2 separate regions of the Pan troglodytes genome follow, and region 2 is linked to region 1. The links are chromatin contacts, called in public HiChIP or PLAC-seq maps. All regions are on one chromosome and are shown on one strand. Each heading gives the region's core, a stretch centred on a gene start, on an enhancer-like site or on the middle of the called end of the contact. The rest is flanking DNA. Distances are from core to core; before and after follow the strand shown. Region 1 holds the start of TSEN15 (tRNA splicing endonuclease subunit 15). Region 2 holds the start of APOBEC4 (apolipoprotein B mRNA editing enzyme catalytic polypeptide like 4).

What was found. HiChIP or PLAC-seq counts read pairs in DNA pulled down with a chosen protein or histone mark.
Region 2: a contact with region 1 is called in an H3K4me3 HiChIP or PLAC-seq map of stem cell-derived excitatory neurons, with 9 times the contacts expected there. The contact joins the promoter of APOBEC4 here to the promoter of TSEN15 in region 1. A contact is called at or near these places in 2 of 7 Hi-C or Micro-C datasets (blood and stem cell-derived neural progenitor cells) and 1 of 1 datasets of contacts at active chromatin or transcription factors (stem cell-derived excitatory neurons).

What each region holds. Positions count from the first base shown.
Region 1 is chr1:65,043,293-65,048,247 of NHGRI_mPanTro3-v2.0_pri, reverse strand. TSEN15 (tRNA splicing endonuclease subunit 15) reads left to right here and starts at 3,066. Exons shown (of 5, transcript XM_016934015.3): 1 at 3,066-3,200. The coding sequence starts at 3,066. COLGALT2 (collagen beta(1-O)galactosyltransferase 2) reads right to left here and starts at 3,057. Exons shown (of 12, transcript XM_063810626.1): 1 at 2,905-3,057.
Region 2 is chr1:65,438,813-65,443,767 of NHGRI_mPanTro3-v2.0_pri, reverse strand. APOBEC4 (apolipoprotein B mRNA editing enzyme catalytic polypeptide like 4) reads right to left here and starts at 2,024. Exons shown (of 2, transcript XM_001163612.8): 1 at 1,200-2,024. The region is part of intron 1 of RGL1 (ral guanine nucleotide dissociation stimulator like 1); the gene reads left to right.

The DNA.
Region 1 (4,955 bases), core at 1,817-4,316:
GAATTAATATGTCTCTGGCTAGACATTACAGATTTTTGTAGGAATAAAATGATCTGGCTCAGGATATCATTGGGAAATGAGTTCAGCAAGTGCCAGATTACAATGAATTTGATTAAATCCAATATACTCAGGGGGGATTTCATTCGTTGTTTCTTATCTAGCTTTTTTTTCTCACTACTTTGGTTCTCTAATAGAGTGAACTATTGAAGCATTTACAAAATGAGAAATCCTCCAGGATACCAGACACTGAAACTCTCCTCTGTTCTCTAGTGGATTTCACTCTAGATTGTCACAATAGGTATTTTGATTCTGTACTTTAAATACTGGGTTGTCTAAGTGTTCCCAAATCCTTTGTGTTCATTCTTAGCCATTCACAATCACCAAGACCTATTTAAAAATTTACATTAACAGGGAAGCTAACAGACACTCCCTTTTCATTCTTCAACTCTTTTGAAAAGCACATAATATTCATTCTTGAATGTATCATGCTTTTTCTAAGCAACAGTATTTAATCTATTTGCCAAAGGATGGCATTTATCTGTTGCTTTTTTGGTTTATGGTTCTTTCCATACCCCCAATTATTTTTTCTTGAACATAAGCTGAAATTCTTCCCCTGCAGATGTTTGAGGCTGGTTCATATAGTCCCTAATCCCATTGGATATCCTTACTGATTTATAAAAGTTTCCCTCTACTCAGATTAGCATCAAAATACTCTTAATGCTTTTAAAAATGCCATCATATGAACTGATTTGGATCTTTAGGAGTCAGAGAGATTTATTCACTTCCAATCACTTGAATTCGTGTCAGTGTTTCATGCTTCAATGACCCAATTAATTTCAGTGCCATTTTCTTCTTTCGGGCTTAGCAGCTGCTTTGTGGTGGCAAAGGTTCATTCAAATGTAATGTATTTGAGGGCAACATATGAATCTTCATGTGTGGCTTTACATTTCATTCAATAATAGATGCCCTTCTTTTCCCTGTGTATGATGTGTTATTTCTTTTGATGCATTCAAGCTTTTCTCTTTATTTTTTTGACTTTCAATAGTTTTATTACAATGTAGACTTCTTTGTGTTTATTTTAGTTGCTGTGTATTTAGCATTTTGTACTAGTAAATGTGTTTTTCATCAAATTTGGGGAAATTCTGGCCACCACTCTTTCTTCAAAAATTTTTTCTGTCCCTTTTTTTTTCTACTTCTGTTGTTTACATGCATGTTGGATTGTCTGACATGTAGCAAATCTCTGTGGGTCTACTCACTTTTTAAAGATAATTTTTCTCTTTGTTGTCTACTTTTAATAATTTCTATTGCTCTATCTTCAAGTTCCCTACTTTTTCTTTTGTAATTTTTTTTTGGCTGTTAAATTCACCCAGTGAATTTTTTATTTCTAAAATTATAATTTTCAATTTTCAGAATTTCCATTTGGTTTTAAAAATCTTTTTTTCTTTTTCTTTGCTGAGATTTTCTATTTGTCTCCTGAGATTTTCATTCATTGAAAACATGTTTTACTTCATTGAGGATAGTTATAATAGTCACTTTAAAATCCTTATCTGTCAGTTTCAATATCTGATTCATCTCAGGGTTGATCTCTAGAGTATGCGATCCATTTCCTTGAATTTCATATGTCAGATAGTTTTGGATAGTATTCTGGACTTTGTGAGTGTTAAGTGGAGAGTCTGGATTCTATTATTCTTCTCTGATGAGTGTTATTTCCTTTGTATTAGTAGGTAATTTTCCCGGCTAGATTTTAACTGAAAACTCTCTCCCTTTTGGAGACAGCTCTGGTCTCAGTTCAGATCTTTTGTTTTTAACTGAGCTGCTGTGATTCTGTTTTGGGTGGTTCAGGATCTCTCAGAGATGTGGGTTGACAGTTTGGGGATCCACTCTCTGACTCCTTCCTTGGGATTTCTTAATCTCTTCAGAATTCAAAATTTTCTGTCTTCACTTTTCTGCTTCCCCAGATAAGAATAACTGATAAGTTTTATACATGTATCCCTGGTACTGCTGAGCCTGACTTCTGGACTGCACTTTGCCCCAAGCTAAATGCCAAAGAGAGGAGAATTTTCTTGTGGAGTTCTTGATCTTCAAGCAAGCTTGCCCTTCCTACCAGTCTGTTCACATTCCAGTATATTCAGCTTTTTGTATTGTGTCCAAGTGTAGTTCCTGATCTTCAAGCAGGCTTGCCCTTCCTACCAGTCCACTGTTCACATTCCAGTATATTCAGCTTTTTGCATTGTGTCCAAATTGTTTTCTGCTGGGGGATGGTCCACTAGGGTCTTAGTCTATCATGGTTGAAAACAGAAGTTATGTCCTGCCTGGGACTTTGGATTTTGAGTCACCCTTGTCCTGGTCAATGCGATAGCCTCCTAACCAGTCTCTGTTTGTGTCCTTGCTCCCTCCAGTCTATCCTCAACATATCAGTCAGAGTGATCCTATGAAAACGTCCAGGAGCCTCCAATAGCTTCCCATTTCACTCACAGTAAATTAAAAAATACTTAAAATGTGCTACTCTGCCTGTCTGAAACTCCTCATCCTTGGCTTCCAGATCACATGCTTATGCTAGTTTGTATCCTACCTTTCTGAACACTCGTTCAGCAACTCGTGTTTCCTCTAATCCTGAAACGTGGGTCCACCCTGAAAGTATGGTTCTACTTTAAAGTTCTATGTCAGGGCACTGAGTAAGGCCTTTCCCGTCCCCAGCAATCAGAAACCAGGACCCCACTGCTGAAGGCAAAGAGGACGTATGTATCCCCCAACTTTCTCAGAGAGTTACCGGCAGCACTGACTTAAAGAGGATTAAGAGCTTCAGGGCGCAGGCTACTCTTTAATATTTTTCACGTTAGAATTTGCTCAGATTTGAATAAACGCAGAGCGAAACTACAGAGCGTTCGCGCAGGTTCTAGCTACCTTGGTCAGAAGGAGGGGCTGATGCAACTTTCCTCCCAGTTTCTGAGCCCTCTCGCACTGCAGCTGCGAGCCTCGGGGAAGCGGAACCCACAGGCGCGCGCGCCGCTGCTTCTGGCCGGGAGCGGGTCGTGGTGCACCACGGGAGCGCCGCACCGGCCGGCATGGAGGAGCGCGGCGATTCCGAGCCGACCCCGGGCTGCAGCGGCCTGGGTCCGGGCGGTGTTCGCGGCTTTGGCGACGGCGGTGGAGCGCCTTCGTGGGCCCCTGAGGACGCCTGGATGGGCACTCACCCTAAGGTCAGGAGGCGCGAGAGAAGCAGGGCGCCGTCCAGGCCCCTAACCCAGGCAGAACTCCCAGGCAGCTCTCTTTCTTTCTTCCTCAGTGGGAGAGCTGAGGACGCGCGCCACCCTCACCGAGGGGGACCGGTGTGCACAACTGCCAGCCTCAGGCAGCATCGGTTTTGTTTGTTTAAACAAGTTGCACTATCTCAATCCCCCAGCCAAAGCCATTCTGGAACTGAGAGCCAGACAGTAACTCCGCCCCTCTCAGGCCGGAGATCCCTAATAAGCGCTCCACTAGTTTTGCTGTCTAGGTAAATCCCCTTTGGGGGATAAATTTATTTAATCCTCACGGTAACCATGCAAGACAATTTGTGGGCGATGGATAAGATCTAGGGGTCCATAGTGATAAAGATTTAAGCACAGTCACGTTTACACTTAGCCTTGGGCCCAGAATGCATCTTTATTTTGAAAAGATGCAGATTCCTAATATTTCAGATTCTTCGAAAGTTTGAATAGGTTCTTGCTCAAAGCAGAGCTACTCACATTTTGCGTGTATTTTTCAGGCGAGATCAAGATAGTCCTCTGCTTACTTCTGCTTGAGACATTACTGCCTTGTACAAGTACGGTTCCAAGCAGTGAATAGACAGTGAATGGAGATGTGGGTTTTGTAAGAATCTCAAAAACTAGTCTCTACGGTACTTTAACAGAATTGCACTCTTCTGCTAGAGAGCAATAATTCATAATCATCTAAAAACAGCCAAGAAAAAATTTGAAGGTATAAGTTTGAAGAGTTAACCTTTTTCAGCTTCTCTTGCTTAATTTTATCTTCCTACTCTGTCCCCTTCATCCTCCCAAAAGGTGAGAAAAAGAAACAATAGCATGGAAATATTATTTAGTGCCCTTTTAGGGAAACAATAGCATGGAGAGGCAGCATATTGGTTAGGCGCATGAACTCAAAATCAGACTCAGTTTAAATCCTGATTCTGTCACTTATCAACCTTGTGATTTGGGACAAGTTGCTTGATCTTATTATGCCTTAGTTTCCTCACCTGAAAAATGGGGATATTAATAGTCCATACTTACTTATACGGTTGTTACAGGATTAAATTAATGAATATTTGTAAGCCATTCAACATACAGAAAGCACTATATAAGTACTTAATAAGTGAAACACCAGTAACAACTTTTTAAAACTTTATCTAGATTTGGTGGTGTTATTCAGTTTATATACTTGTAGATTGTTTTCTTTTTCAAGTTAATGGCTGTATACACCTTGACCATCAAATCTCCCCTTTTGATTTCTCTTCTTGAAGGATCAAATTAATTTTTAAAAGAAAAAGAACAAGTAATAAAATAATAGGGGGTATTTGTTTTTCCAATTTCACCTTTCTGTTAATTTAAAAATTATGTAGTTTCATCCAGTAAAATGGTACCAGATTTATTATCCCCAAACACACTTTTATTTTATTATTCTCCTGCTTAGAAATCCTCAGTGTTTCCATACTGATAAAATCACATGTTTAGCTTGACCACCAAAGCCTTGTGACCTGGCTCAAAATTATGTTTTGGGTGTTATTTTCAAAACATGTTTGAAGTCGACAACTAATTAACCCCTGTCCTCCTGAACCTGTACAGTTACAGTGAAGCTGATGGGAGAATGTGACTTTAGACCTGTCCCCATGCAGGTCTGCTAATAATTCAACTCAGCATTAGCCCTGCATATCCACCTAGTCGCTGGCATAGCTGGGCAGCCTCAGAATTCTCCTGCAG
Region 2 (4,955 bases), core at 775-3,274, 400 kb before region 1:
TCCTCCTTGCTTAGCCTTCATCAGGCTGGATGGATCTCTCCATCAGAACTTGCCAAAACCAAGCCCAAACTCTCATGCTTTTTAATATTGTGCCCTTGATGTGGTCGACTTATGGGTGGTACACCGGACATCCAGGTTACTGCTCAGATTACAATTTCAACTCACCCATAGACAATTTACAGATTGATTTGGCTAAATGTTATGGAAACAGAACCAAAAGGCACTTTTCTGTCTTTATTACTATTTCTTAAGGTGATGTGTATGTGGAGTTAACTATATATAATGGTCCCATAATTACCCTTTTGGGAAACAAAAGTCTTTGTGTGTTTTTAGATAAAGGTAGCAAAATGGAAACTCCCTATTGCTTTTCTAAGCACGCCTTCCTTTGCACCCCCATCTTCTGTGGCTGTTTTAGCCAGAAATGATACATCATTACTGTCTTTAAGGAGATGGAGAGGACTGTGGCTTTGACACATAGTGGAGGGAGCTCTGTAGTCTCATTCTTGCTGACAACTTTTCAGTGTCAACCAACTATAGTTTCCTATTGGTGAAGTTTTCACTTTTTCAGAGTCTTTCTGGGCTTGTTCTTTGATCACCCTCATCTGAAGAGGAAGCAGGAAAGAACTGTTGCCCTCTTTGAACTCTTAGAGAATTCATGGTTTATTGTATCAATTTGTTATCGACCACAGATTATCTTGTTAACTTTTGGTATCTGTCATTTTATTCTCCCCAACCAGGTGGAAATGTACCCTGTTTAGGCCCAGGACCTACTTTAGCAACCTTGATTGGCTCACAAGCCAGGTTGCTTAAGACTTGTTTCCCCAGCAGCTGGTGTCCCTACTTCCTGCCTAGCCCTTTTCCTTTTGCTTTGTCTGTGCTTGGGAAATACATGTTATACTCTGTAGAGCAGATTTGCTGGCAGTAAGAACAGAGATGTGTAGAGCCCAGCGTGCTGGAGGGCTCTCTGCATCTGGCTGTGAGTGGCCCCTGGACTGGGACCGTGGGAGGACAGCTTTCCATAGTTTAACATAAATGAACCACACCATAAGGACAATCTGCTCTCATTTCACTCAACTAGGATTTAGTGAGTACTGTTAAAGCACAGTTTGCACTGGAGTAATTGGAGAATGGAGTTTGCCCTTCACAATCTGTGCACAATCTGTTAGCAGCTAAAAACAAATGTTAGCAGTTATAATTACCATCAATTTGTCTCCAGGCTTGGATCACATTCCAGGTATTAGAAGAGATGATCCATTTCCTTTTTTTTCTCCTTTAAGTCCCATGCCCTGTTTCAAGTAGCTTCAGAGGGCAATTGTGCTGTAAAGATTCACCTTGTAATGGGTTCAGGACTCTTTCACAGTTTGTGTCTATTCGTTCATTTGAACTTTGCTGTTCCAAGTTAGAAAGCCCTTGCTGAGGTGTGGCTACCTCTAAGAACACTGTTGAATGGGTGCCATGGTAACGTTTGCAAAGTAGCTACTGCTAGGATACAGCTCTGACACTTATTACTTTATTTGCATATCAAGCCACCTGTTCCAAAGATGAAAATATACAGGACTGCATATTCCAGTCTGGGTAAAAGGATAATAGCTGACTGTTGAAGAGAACATGTTGCAGTTTTTCTCCTGCTAGCTGAAGAATCAAGTTCTGAGGGCCTGCTCCTCAGCACCTTCCTCCTGGTCTGGAGTAGGTGCCAGGCCTGGCGGTTCTGTTGCCTGCGTGGGTGCCACGGCTTCTCCTTGGGAGGCTTGCCCTCTGTGAGAGGGAGCAGAGAGTTGACTTCCTCCAAGAGGCCCATAGTCCCTGAAGGGGGTGTTTTTGATTCTGTCTAAACCTAGGCTATGTGTTAGCGGTTTCCCTCCTCTTAGAAATTGCCTGGAAGACTCTTGCTATTGGTATGTATGTGGTTCCCTCCAGTTTAAGACAAGATTTGTTCCAGGATCGGTTGTAGCCCCTTCTCTGTGGCTAACGGAAGAGCCACTTGTCCTTCTCCATTCTTTTCCTTAGTCTCCCTTGACCCCCACATCATCTCCTAGACACAAGGCACATTGATAGTCACAATTCACTGTCAATCACTCTGGATTATTCCCTCATTCCTCTTTCCCAGGCCACCTGAAGGAGTGAGTGGGGATCGCTATTGTGTACATTCCAGTAATAACTATTGGCTGTAAGCAGACATACTCTAAAAATAACTCAGGGATACTGAGCACCCAGAGGGCACCTTCTGTCTTCTCGAAGCTTCGCCACGCCTGTTTCCACTGTCAGACTTCCAGTCTGCACCACAGCACACATCCTTTCTCATCCAGAGTGCTCCTACTAGACGAGATGTTTTTGTCTCCTAAGGGCCTCAGGTGTATTCATGAACTCCTCAGCTGGTTATTTTCAGTTTCATCTTCCTTGGTGCTTGCTCTGGCACATGGTCACTGCTGCATCCTGTCCCTTCCCCACAGTTTGCCATGGGTCATCCCTTTTTTCTCATTGCTTGCATCTTCTAACTGAATGAACTTGTAAATATGGAACTGAAAGTCAATCCTCATAGCTCATCTTTTATTTAATCCTAATAAATGACAATCTATTGCAAACATTACTTAAAAATATTACTTATCAAAAGCTGGGTAAAAGGATAATAGCTGACTGTTGAAGAGAACATGTTGGGGTTTTTCTCCCGCTAGCTGAAGAATCAAGTTCTGAGGGCCTGCTCAGTTCTGTAAGAAAGTATTAGCTGTCTGACAGGTTCCAGTGAGGGGAGGAAAAGACAAAAAATATAGTCCCCAAATCTGCACCAGCATCCCATGTGCACTGTGCACCTTCCATGGTGGATTAGATGCTCAGCAAATGATATACCTATGGAAGGTTAAGCCTAAAGAAACAGGAAAAATGAGCCTTTGTCCACTAGCACATTTATCAATTGCATTTTAGGGTGATTTTAGGGATAGGCAACCCCAATTAGTCATTATTCTTTAAAGGTAGTTGTCTGTTAGATGTAGGAAGACTCCAAGGAATGTTAAGTTGGCAACATTCCATTTAGGTTGCACAGAATGACTTTTAAGACTAAACTTCATCAGGAGGAAACGAAAGGCCTTTACCATGGTTCCTGTTCACAGTGAAATTGACGTGTATTAGAAAGGAGATGCTTGGAAGAAATGTCTAGCTTCCCCAACAGACTCCTTTCTTCTCTTTTCTGTCTTCCTTTGTTAATCTGCCATGTTTCATCTTCATTCAGATGAGTTATGATGTATATTATTTATATAAAGATATTATGAGATTATAATGAAGAAGATTTACAAAGACTAAACTCTCCTGCAATGATCTAAATTTTTAAGAGACATTTACTCAGTTTGGCACTCCAAAAATTATTAATCTATGTTCTGACAACCCAGTTTGGGGTATATCCAAGATGGCTTGTGTGTTGCTAGTTACTGCTTATAAGGCAACTTTCTCTTTGGGTGGCAGGAAGTAAAATATTTATAAGTTATTGCTAAAATGTTAAAGTTTTATTTGAACCTACCGTACCCAAGTAATTATATAATTCATCACTTTAGTAGCAGTTTGGTTGACACTGAACAACAATGCTCAAATTCATGTAGCAGTAACAAACTACGTGATAAAAGGAACTGAATTTAGAAAGCAAGCTTCAAGTAAAGATCAGAAGATTAAGTAGATTTCATGGAGCTCACTAAGGAGTTAGATGGGAAAGATGAGATAAGAAAAGCACTGGAGTTGAGACCAAAAGGAGACAAAAAAGCAGAGGGTGGATCTTCGAGCTCGGGGGTCATAAACAAGATGGCCACAAGGTGGCAGCACAGTCTTAACAGCAGAGAGCTTTCTGTAGGGCCACCCTTAATTTGCTAACACCACAGACTTTCTCTTAGAATTCCTCCATGTTGATATTCCTCATTATCCTAGGGGAAACAGCAGCAAATGTTTAGAATTAAAAATGACTCCTAAAACTTAAGCTGAGGAAAAGTATAAGGTAAAGGCACCATCTTTACTTCCAGAGACTGTTTAGATGCTCTAAAGAAGGCTTCCAACTCTCTGTGGGAAAGGACCAATTGACATTTCCAAACCATATGTTAAACAGTGATGGGAGGCCATTATTTTGGGCTAAGCTTGTACACTAGGCCCCAGCCGACCAGACCAAACCTAAATGGAGTCACTCATGCTAAATGTGACATAAACTAAAATTTTAAGGAAACAGATAGATCCCAAAGCAGACCAAGTTTTTTCTTTCTTGTCTTTTTTTTTTTTTTCCTCATGAAAACAGGAGATTCCAGCACAAGGAAGTCCCCTTGGCTCTCTAACTCTTACAAAAAAGTAACCTGAAATCCATGTTCCCACCTTAAAAACCAACTGTTCTGCTCTTTCCCCGTGGGATCTGAGACCAAATAAGTACATTTATGATGGTAACAGAGTGACCTCAATGCCTAAAGTTTTGGTCAGTGTCAAAATTGAGAGGTTGACCAAAAGGTGGGGAATTGTTAAATTAAGTTTAGCCTAAAGCTGCCTCCTTACATATTTTAAGTTCAGCCTAAAGGTTTCTTCGTACTCAGCGAACTGTAACCTAATTGGAATGTAAATAGACTGTAACCTACCCTTGTACCAATCGCCAAGTTTTGGCCAAAGGCAGCCAACTGTTCAAACTGTGTTCAAATCAGGGGTGTAACAAATCCAGCTGTTTCTGTACCTCACTTCCATTTTCCTTATGTTGCTTTCCTTTTTTGTCTACAAATCCTCTCTGACCATGCAGCAGCGCTGGAGATGCTTTGAACCTATTCTGGTTTGGGGAGCTGCCCAATTTGCCAGTCGTTCCTTGCTCAAGTAAACTCTGTTAAATTTAATTTGTCTAATGTTTTAACACATCATACACTAATACTTTTGTAAAAGTTAATAAAAATGATATTATACAAAGAAGAACAAAAAAGACATATAGAACATAAAACTATTTTTTGGTAATT